Regions from separate parts of the Zea mays genome. Here region 1 is linked to region 2. Evidence: chromatin contacts called from public Hi-C data. All regions are on one chromosome and are shown on one strand. The core of a region is the stretch at or near the end of the contact, and the rest is flanking DNA. Distances in the headings are between cores, read along the strand shown.

What was found. Hi-C and Micro-C count contacts between places; a contact is called where the count stands out from the background.
Region 1: a contact with region 2 is called in a Hi-C map of endosperm, with 2.6 times the contacts expected there. The contact joins the enhancer-like site here to the promoter of LOC100282773 in region 2. A contact is called at or near these places in 2 of 25 Hi-C or Micro-C datasets (endosperm and leaf).

Annotation. Positions count from the first base shown.
Region 1 is chr5:108,573,653-108,578,319 of Zm-B73-REFERENCE-NAM-5.0, reverse strand. No RefSeq gene overlaps it. Among protein-coding and RNA genes, the nearest start is that of LOC100383583, 33 kb to the right of the region's middle. Within about 2 kb of position 3,294, at least 17 of the 20 cell types and tissues checked have an H3K27ac peak or open chromatin away from gene starts, as enhancers often do. A contact at or near this core is called in endosperm and leaf, where this site is marked.
Region 2 is chr5:108,406,110-108,410,604 of Zm-B73-REFERENCE-NAM-5.0, reverse strand. It overlaps LOC100282773 (kelch motif family protein), which reads right to left and starts at 1,392. Exons shown (of 2, transcript NM_001155679.2): 1 at 359-1,392. The coding sequence starts at 1,347. LOC111589341 (a long non-coding RNA gene) reads left to right here and starts at 2,485. Exons shown (of 4, transcript XR_004849546.1): 1 at 2,485-2,815; 2 at 2,960-3,048; 3 at 3,604-3,673.

The DNA of each region.
Region 1 (4,667 bases), core at 2,045-4,544, 170 kb before region 2:
TTCTGCGGTTCCCTCAGCAATCCAGCAATCCAGTTCTTACCTTCAGCATTTGTTGCATCTTTTAGTTCCTTCAACTTATCCTCGAAAAACGAAACCTCCAACTGACGACATACCTCCTCAAAAAGGGGGAAGTTAGCCTTGCTATGATCCTTTCGAAGAAGATTTTCTGCTAGATGTCGAGTGCACCATCTGTGGTGCATGGGTGCGTAGCCAGGAATCTGCTCTTGCACTGCATTAAGAATACCTTGGTGTCTGTCAGATATGACACCAACCTCGCGTCCAGGGCCTACGACATGGATGCGTACAAGCCGCAAGAACCAAGACCAACTATCTCTGTTCTCCCTCTCCACCAAAGCAAATGCCAAAGGAACCAGTGAGTTGTCTGCGTCGCATGATATGGCAACCAACAATGTGCCCTTATACTTCCCAAGCAGAAAAGTACCATCAATAGAGAGCACGGGACGACAATGCCTGAAGGCCTCTACGCACTGCGAGAAACACCAGAAAGCACGAAAAAATATCTCTTTGTCGTTCCTCCATTCATTAGGTTTGGGGATGTACTCGTAATGCATGCCTGGGTTTTTTGCTTTCATTGCATTGAACAATGCTGGTAACTTCTCATAACCCTCCTCCCAATCCCCGTATATCATCTTCCATGCTCGCTGCTTTGCCCTCCATGCTTTCCCATATTTGATCCTGTAACCAAACAGCTCCGAAGTCATGGTCATAATTGACTTCACCTTCAAGTTTGGCTGACCCTTCAATATCCCCAATATCCTTTTCGCAATCAGGGTAGATGTCAACTGACGATGCTTAGAGCTCAGCTCTGTCTGGGCACAAGTGTGTGGACCTACAATTTTGGTGATCTTAAACTTTCCGGTGTCCTTCTGCCTTCGGGCACATACCCTCCAATTACATTCTGGCACCTCGCACACAACAGTGTAACGACGCTGTGCATACGAATGTCTCACCTTGAACGGCCTCTTCCGGTTCACAGAATATTCCTGTAGCCATCGTCTCAGTGTAGGCAGATCCTTGAAAAGTAAGCCAACCTTAATCTCAATGATGTCGGCGTTATCCGGAGCCTCTAGCAGTTCATCGTCACGTCCTTCAGCATACACACGGGTGGAATGACTTAAACTGCTAAATTCATGTACTGCAGGGTCTCGCTCCGGACACAAACGTCTTATGAGTTCAATTTCTTGCTCGGTCATTTCTTGAACCGGACGGTCATCATCAGAATCTAAGGCCCGTGCAGCTTCATATGGCTCCTCCTCATCCTCAATCTGAACATCAACACTATTGGATGCCCTGCATATGTTGTCCATATTATATGACACAGGCACATCAATCTGAACATCAGCATTATCGATATGTGGAGATCCTGCATCGGGTCGTAGCAAGAAAAACCACATTAAAAAGTCTAATCAAACGAAATAACGATGGATACGAACAATGTGTCGAAGACACTTACTAGGATGATCGTGAACTGGATCATACTCTTGGGGGGGTACCACCGCATTAGAAGCCCCACAAACGCCAGGAATAGGACGAGAAATCCCATACTCGTGCGGACCCGATTGAGCATCGGGCACAACAACGACTTCTTCATGAAGCTCTACCAAAGGAGCTTCAATACGAGATGCATTTGGCAATTGTGGAGATAACCCGACTGGACCTTCGCAATGACTAACAGGTAACTTTTGAATAACCACATCCAAACATGGTGGAACCATCGTCTTCACAATTCTTAAATATATCTCCCAATCATCTTCTGAAGTAATGGAGATCAACCGTCGGACAACTGTTCCATGTGTAATATGGGACAACAAACTCTGCATTGATATTCTAGGGTCGTTTATGTCCCACCTAATCTCCTCACAAGCTCGAGCCAAAAGCTTGTCAAAAGATGGTCTTTCAACGAACAACATGGTCACGATCTTCATACCATCAAAAGTAACACTCCCATAAGCATCTATCTCCACCCTTCCTCCATGGTATAGTGTTACTAGGCTGTCCATCTATTGCAAAAATGGATTACTAACTCAATAATGGCTATATACTTAAGCCTACTAACGTACTAAGTAATAAATATATATTAACTAATAACTATACAGTAAATATTAAATGAACACATCAAACGAAATTACATAATCTATAAATAATGTACGAAAACAATGTATACCTGAACGCGTACGAGTCCAGCTAACGGTGGAGAAGGTTAAGTCGGACAAACACCTACGTACAAAAAAACCAATTGTCAGTAAAAAATTTGGCAGCACCTCCCCTGTAAAGTGATGTTTATAGAACCTGCGAATAAACGACAACACGATGGTTGCCAACACAGAAAACATGTAATATCAATGCGCTAACTATTTTAATAAAATCACTACGAATTTACTAAACACTAACAATATGCTAAGCACTAACAAGAAACTAGCTAACTATTTTAATAAACACTAACAACAAAATTACTAACTATTTACTAAACAATAAACAGTTTACTAACTATTTACTAACTTTTTACTAACTATTTACTAACAATTAACATTAACAACAAAATTACTAACTATTTACTAACTATTTACTAAACAATAAACAGTTTACTAACTAAGAAATTAAAAAAAAATTACCGGCGGCAAGGGGCGGGCTGGGGCGGTGGCGAGCAGGGCGGGCGGCGGCGAGCAGGGCGGTGGCGAGCAGGGGCGCGGCGGCCGCCGGTGGCGAGCAGGGCGGGCGGGCAGGCCGGGCGGGCGGCGGGCAGGCCGGGCTGCCGGCGGCGGAGCTCGGAGCTGGGCCCCCTCGCCGGAGCTGGGCGGGCGGGCAGGCCGGGCGGGCGGCGGCGGCGGCGATTTCAGGCGGGGGCGGGCGCGATTTCAGTGAAAAGAAACAGAGAGCGCGAGGAAGGAGAAAGGTGGCCTGCGGCGGTTATTTCCTAGCTCGGCGCCAAGATCTGTGGCGCCGAGCTAGGTGCCACGCAGGCTTCCAGGTCACACAGCTCGGCGCCATAGGCTGTGGCGCCGAGCTGAACAGCCTATGGCGCCGAGCTAAGGGTCCAAAACTGCATTTAAAATTTTTTTAGGTCTAAACGTGAATTTATTTCTGTTTAAGGGCTAAAATATAAAAAATTCGGTCAGGGAGGTATGGCTGCCACGAATCCTGGGCAGATGCGGAAGATCCCAATGAAATCGAGAGGAGTTTGTTCGCATCCCGACTACGACGAAGGAGACGCGGCTGGAATGTGGGTCCCACGCGGCTGGTGATAGGAGTGAAAGGTATGGGTGGGTGAGATCCTGACGGTGGGGTCCCACCAAACAGCGCCAAGCACATCCAGGCGTGAGCTGGGCTGAGGTTCATGCAAAGTGGGCTCGCGCGGGTAATTGCTATGGGCTGGTTAGAGCGTGGGGATAAGGAGCTGGCCCAGGTTCCGTTTTCTTCCCTTTATCTATTTTTTATTTCTATTCCATTTTAGTTTCTAAATTCAAATTTCAAGTTGAATTTAAATTTGTTTTTTATTCATACTCCATTTAAATACACCAACAAAACTCCGGCACGAATAAAAAATTATTTATATTATTTCATTCCTTTTTGCGTTGCTAGTATATGATCCATGAGAAAAAAATAATTCATCCATATGAATGACTACAGATTTTGTAGATTCTAGTTAATTTCAAATTCAACTTCCAATTTTCAATACCTAAGTTTAACTTTGAATAACTGAATTTTAATAATCCATTTAGTTATTTTAAGGAAGTAATTACAAGGTTAATAAAATCCTTATTAAAAGCATTTTAGAAAAAATCTTTTGAAGCACTTTCCGAATCTCCAAGACCATATTTAGGGTGTTACATATATCTAGCAGATGCGCTTGCGTGCACCCGAGATTTTGATGGTCAACAAGAATGGGCTCACGCTCAGTGTGCCGCGACCATCGCAGGGAGGGTCTACCCCTAAACTGCGCGAATACCAAATAAACCGCCAAGCAATCCACATGTATTGCTCGAGGGCTACATCTGGAAGATACGCTTGCACGCTCCTGAGATTTCAGTCCACAACAAAGTCTCCGTGCAACTCCAAAGAGTTGCACAAAGGCTCATGGGCTACTGTCGGATACTCAGGAACTGGGTACCCGAAATACACCCATGGCCTCTTTAAAAACAGCCCACCTGCCAACCAGGTCTTGGCCAAGCAACCCTGTGAAGCGGAGCGATGGACCAGGTCTCTGTCGAGCAACCTTGCGAGGCGTAGCGGCCGACCAAGTCCCCGTCGAGTAACCAAGCGAGGCAAAGCGGCCAACCAGGTCCCCACTAAGCAACTCGGTGAGGCAGAGTGGCTGACCAACCCCTGACCGAGCAACTCGGAGAGCGCGGAGGTCCCAGTCTAGTACTGCAGACCCGCATCAGCAAGGACAAGATGTGTCATCCCTAGGCCACGTCTGGACATACGTGCGGCACACCGAATGTACGCTGGGAGGTCACTATCCACACAACTGTACACCCCCTCGTACGGTCCCAAGTGTATCCCCACTACCTTGAGGGGCCAGTCAACCCCTGTCATGGGGGCCTTAGCACCGGAGTTTCTACAGTGACTCATATACCAGAAAGGACACGACAAATACACCATACCGGGTGTATGCCTACGCACGCCAAGTGATATAGGGCTCATGA
Region 2 (4,495 bases), core at 143-2,642:
GAGGTGATGATGTCATGTATGAATCTATTTTATTCCACAAACCAAACAAAAAAGTGAGGAATGAGTCGATGTTGGACTAACTCATTACTCAAACCAAACACCATATTTATTAGTAATTTAGTACACAAACTGGAGCATGAAAACCACAGAAGAAAAGTCTACACCATGCAGGCAGAAGTAAAAAGTGGGAGAAGTCTACACTATGCAAGCAGAAGTAAAAAGTGGAAGGTAGATTACTTACAATCACTCAAATACAAAATATTACATGAAATTAACTACTAAGTTGAAGCAAACAAAATAACAGGAACGTGTGTGCCAAGAATTACAAGCAAGGAAAGCAAAGAACAATTCCACTGACCTGAAGACATCATTGCCGTCTAGCATGAACACCTCGGTAATTCTTCCATCATCTGCAGATAAAGCTGCAATGGGACCAAGACGCCTCCTCTCCCCTTCCTCCCACATGTCTCCAATCACCCTCCACTTACCACTCCATAGTCCCAACGCCACCGCGTCCCGACAGTACACGTCATTTGGCACCACTCCTCCCAACGTGGTGTATCCATCATAGCCGCCCATCACCCAGAACTCATCCTCACCACCATCCCCTGCTCCGCGTGCCAGGAACCCAACACACCCAGCCCGATCACGAGGCATCGAGGCACCAAGGTGCCACGAGTGCGTGGTGGCATCATACCACTCGGTGCTGCCGGTGCGGCTGCCGTTGGAGGGGAACATGGGGTGTCGGGACCCGCCACCGGCGACGAGGAGCCCGCCAGCACTGGGCGCGTGGGCACACGCGAAGCTTCCCCGCGGGAGCTGCATGTCGGGAAGGCGTTCCCAGCAATGTCGAGAGTTGGCAAGGTCAAGCCGGTAGACCGCCGCCGAGGCGGAGGGTTGCCCCAAAGGGTAGCTGCGGGCGTCGAAGCAAGACCCGCCGAGGACGTAGAGGTGGCGGCCAACGGCGAGGGCGGTAAAGTTGGCGAGGCCGTAAAGCTGCGGCGAACAGGGGAGCGGCGGGAGGGGCCACCAGGTGGTAGGTGCGGCGGGGTCGAGCAGGATCGGGGAGGCGAGGGATGGGTCGGTGGGGAAGAGGCAGAGAAGGTGGCGGCGCGGGAGACGGAGGCTACGGCGGAGCGGGAGGAGCGTAGCCGCAGAGAGGAGCAAGCACCAAGCGCGCGAGGTGGCGCGGAGGCGGGACTGGTCGGGGAAGGTGAGCAGGCAGAGAATGACAGCTGCAACGTCGTCCGGGAGCCCCGGGATTAGCGACGCCGCCGCTAAGGCCGAGCTCGTACGCAAGGCTAGGGTTCCGGCGATGCGGCCGGAGTCAGAGGAGGACGAGGCCATTTCGGTCCCCTCGTCGCAGGATTCCAGAAGAGGTCAGAAAGTATAGTCCGCCTATTTCCTTTTCCTATATATATATATATTATTCTTTAAAGCCGGTTAGAAACGGAGATGCTAGGGCTATCCACGTCGACAGAAAAACTTCAAGCCGCTCGATCATGAATCTACGACGCGGCTCTATCACATTTTTATACCCGGCAGCTCGTGCAGCCACGCAATGCTTCTAGAGAAATCGGCCACCTCCTCTCTCTCCCTCTCCCTCGTATGGCTCGGTCGTCGCCTCGTTTCACCCCGCCCATCATGACCACCGCTCACGGCGCCCTCCCGCAACCCCGCATCTTCCCTCCCTTCCTCCTCCTACCGCAGCTCCAATCCATCTATTCTCTCCTCCTCCGCCTCTGATGACGACACCGAGCACCGCCGCCGCAGCAGCAAGTGCCACCACCACCTCCATCAGCACCCCTCGCGAGCGCACCTTCATCGACGAGTGTCGCCGCCGCGTGCTCCAGCACCTCGGCGTCGCCTCCGACCCACCGCCTCCCCCAACTTGCCGCTCGTCGTCACCTGCCGTGTCTTCCCCTTCCTTGCCACTGGCACCCCCGGAGGAGCCCGGATCCAGCGACGGGCTTGGGAGGCCCTCCCTGGCGCGAAATCCCAGCTCTAGAAACTGGACTACTACGGCACATAGCTCGATTTTCAGAGAGGTGCAGGAGGAGGATGTGGTGCACGAGGTCTGGGAGGGGCTGCCTTCATCGCCGAGGTCGACAAGCTCGCCCCAAGGTTAGCACTTGGCACAATACCAATACATCCATCCATGCATGATAATATTACATCTTTTTCCGAACTATGTGGAGGGCAGGATATATGCAACAATCTGATATTCCATAGTACCTGAACCATGTGGCAACAAGGATAGATTTTCTTATGTTCTCCATGTTATCTACTCAGGTAGAACCAGTCTGGCATACCATCTAACTCATAATATGCACCTGAGCTGTGTAGTCGATGTTACAAGAAGAACGTGAAAGGTGTATTCTATATTTGGAAGCTAACAGCCTAAGACGAGGAAGCCACTGATTGCAACTACTGAAAAGCAAGTGCTACGACGTTATACACCTGCAGTTGTTGAGAAGGTGATCATTTGCGTTTATAATATCTACTTCTTTTATGCAACCTATTGAAGCATGTGATTTTTTTATATTTATTGTTGGGCATGATCCGAAACTTCGTTTTTCTATCAATATCGGGTTCCAGGTAACAAACAGATCTCTGAACTTCTTATTTTCCTTCACGGCTTTGCTTATTTTCTTCATATGTAACTGGGAGAGCTTACTATCTTGCACTTGACCTCCTTCCGCATTCCTACCTAACAAGCAGGGCCATTGTTTTAGTGGAGAAGTACTGAGCTCCTGCTGCTTGAGAACAGGAATGTCCTTGGTTTCTTGAAGAACAATAGCCTGCGAAGCTTCTGGTACACAAGCATCATATTTTGTTTCCTTATGTAACACCTTCGCTAATCGGCGATCAATTTTTTGTGACACCATGCAAGCTAGATGGTGAACTCTATGTGATATCATCTTAACAGGTAGATGATCAACTCTTCCTGTCTCGCTAGGTGAAGGGTCCAGACTTCCCGAAGGAAAGCAACATATACTGCAAATGTTCCTGTTATTAATGCAGTTGATGAGCCAATGCGACATCTAGGTCGGGTAAACGCTCAGTTTCTTACTCTCTCATGTCTTACTTTAAGAAGTTGTGTTGTCAATTATATTTGCTATCCCAAAATATTGTCTGTGACTAACTGATGTTTAGAAATAATGTTTAAAAATGATGAAGATGCAAATATGCACGTCATTGTTTAGCTACCTTCCTACTAGGCATATAAGATTGCTATTGAGCTAATAATAGATCACCTCATTCACCTGCAAAAAAATGACTACATGATCATATATGTTTCAAGTAAAATTTATGGACATTTAGGTTAGCTATCCAAAAATATATATATATTGACCCCCTACAACGATTCCATGTGCCTTGGTGATTACATATTTAATAGACCAATGCAACTCAATGGAACGGAGAGGACGCTAATTGGGACATGTTCCAAAATTAAGAGATGTGTAATCATAACAGTTAATTTAATGACTATTACAGTTGTTTGTTCTGGACACAAACAATAGCATTTATTTACTGCAATATAAGCCAAACCCAACATCTTTTTGTTTGCAATCTACACTCATGTTTTCCCCCTATGAACAGTTATTTACGTGAAAGGTTCTTATTGATGGCATATCCGACATGTTATACGGATCTCCAAAGTTGCTACTTGGTACACCTCGCCTTTCCTTTTTCCTCCACCCCTCCTTCAAATAATTTGCCCGACTTTGTTTAATTCAGATTATTGATTTTACCGATCATATGTGTACATGTTCCTGATCCTAGATACGATTAAAAATTCTGTGCCATAGCATTTTTGCTCTGTGTTCCACGTTTTCGTATGACTTATAATGGGATTATAATATTCAGCTCATGAGCTGACAAAAAAGGTCATGCATTTTTTTTACATAACAACTAATTATCAATAACTTAAAAATATCTGATCTGTACTCGAAGGACATCTTGGGGACCAAAGCGACACATTAAAGAGTTATAGGTCCATACAAAAACATGTCAGGTTCTACGGTTCCCTCTTTCCTTTTTTTAAACTTAATTCAGAACCTTCTTTTGGTGAGGATAATCTCAAGGTTTGGGACATGTAAGTGCCTGCTGTCAACTGCCGTGTCCATTTCTTCAGACAAGGAAGGAAATGTTTCCCCCCCCCCCACACATTGTTAATGCAGCCTATGATTCAATTATTTATTCTTTTTAATTTCTTCATCTTTTTATAGTCCTTTACAAATGCTTCTGTACATCTTTGCTCCCTACATAAAATTTCCACCATACCACATTAATACAATAAAAAAGACACATAATCTGACAGAGTAAATGAAATCATTACAAAAGGGGAAAATATGTGCTCAAGTGGTAACAGCAGCTTACGATTTATTCTTTTTACACTTTTGCATGCAGAATGATTTCGTTTTGTTTTTAAATCGCACAAAATTCTTATTTTTCCTGACTCAACAACTTATTGCACTATTGTATACTGCAT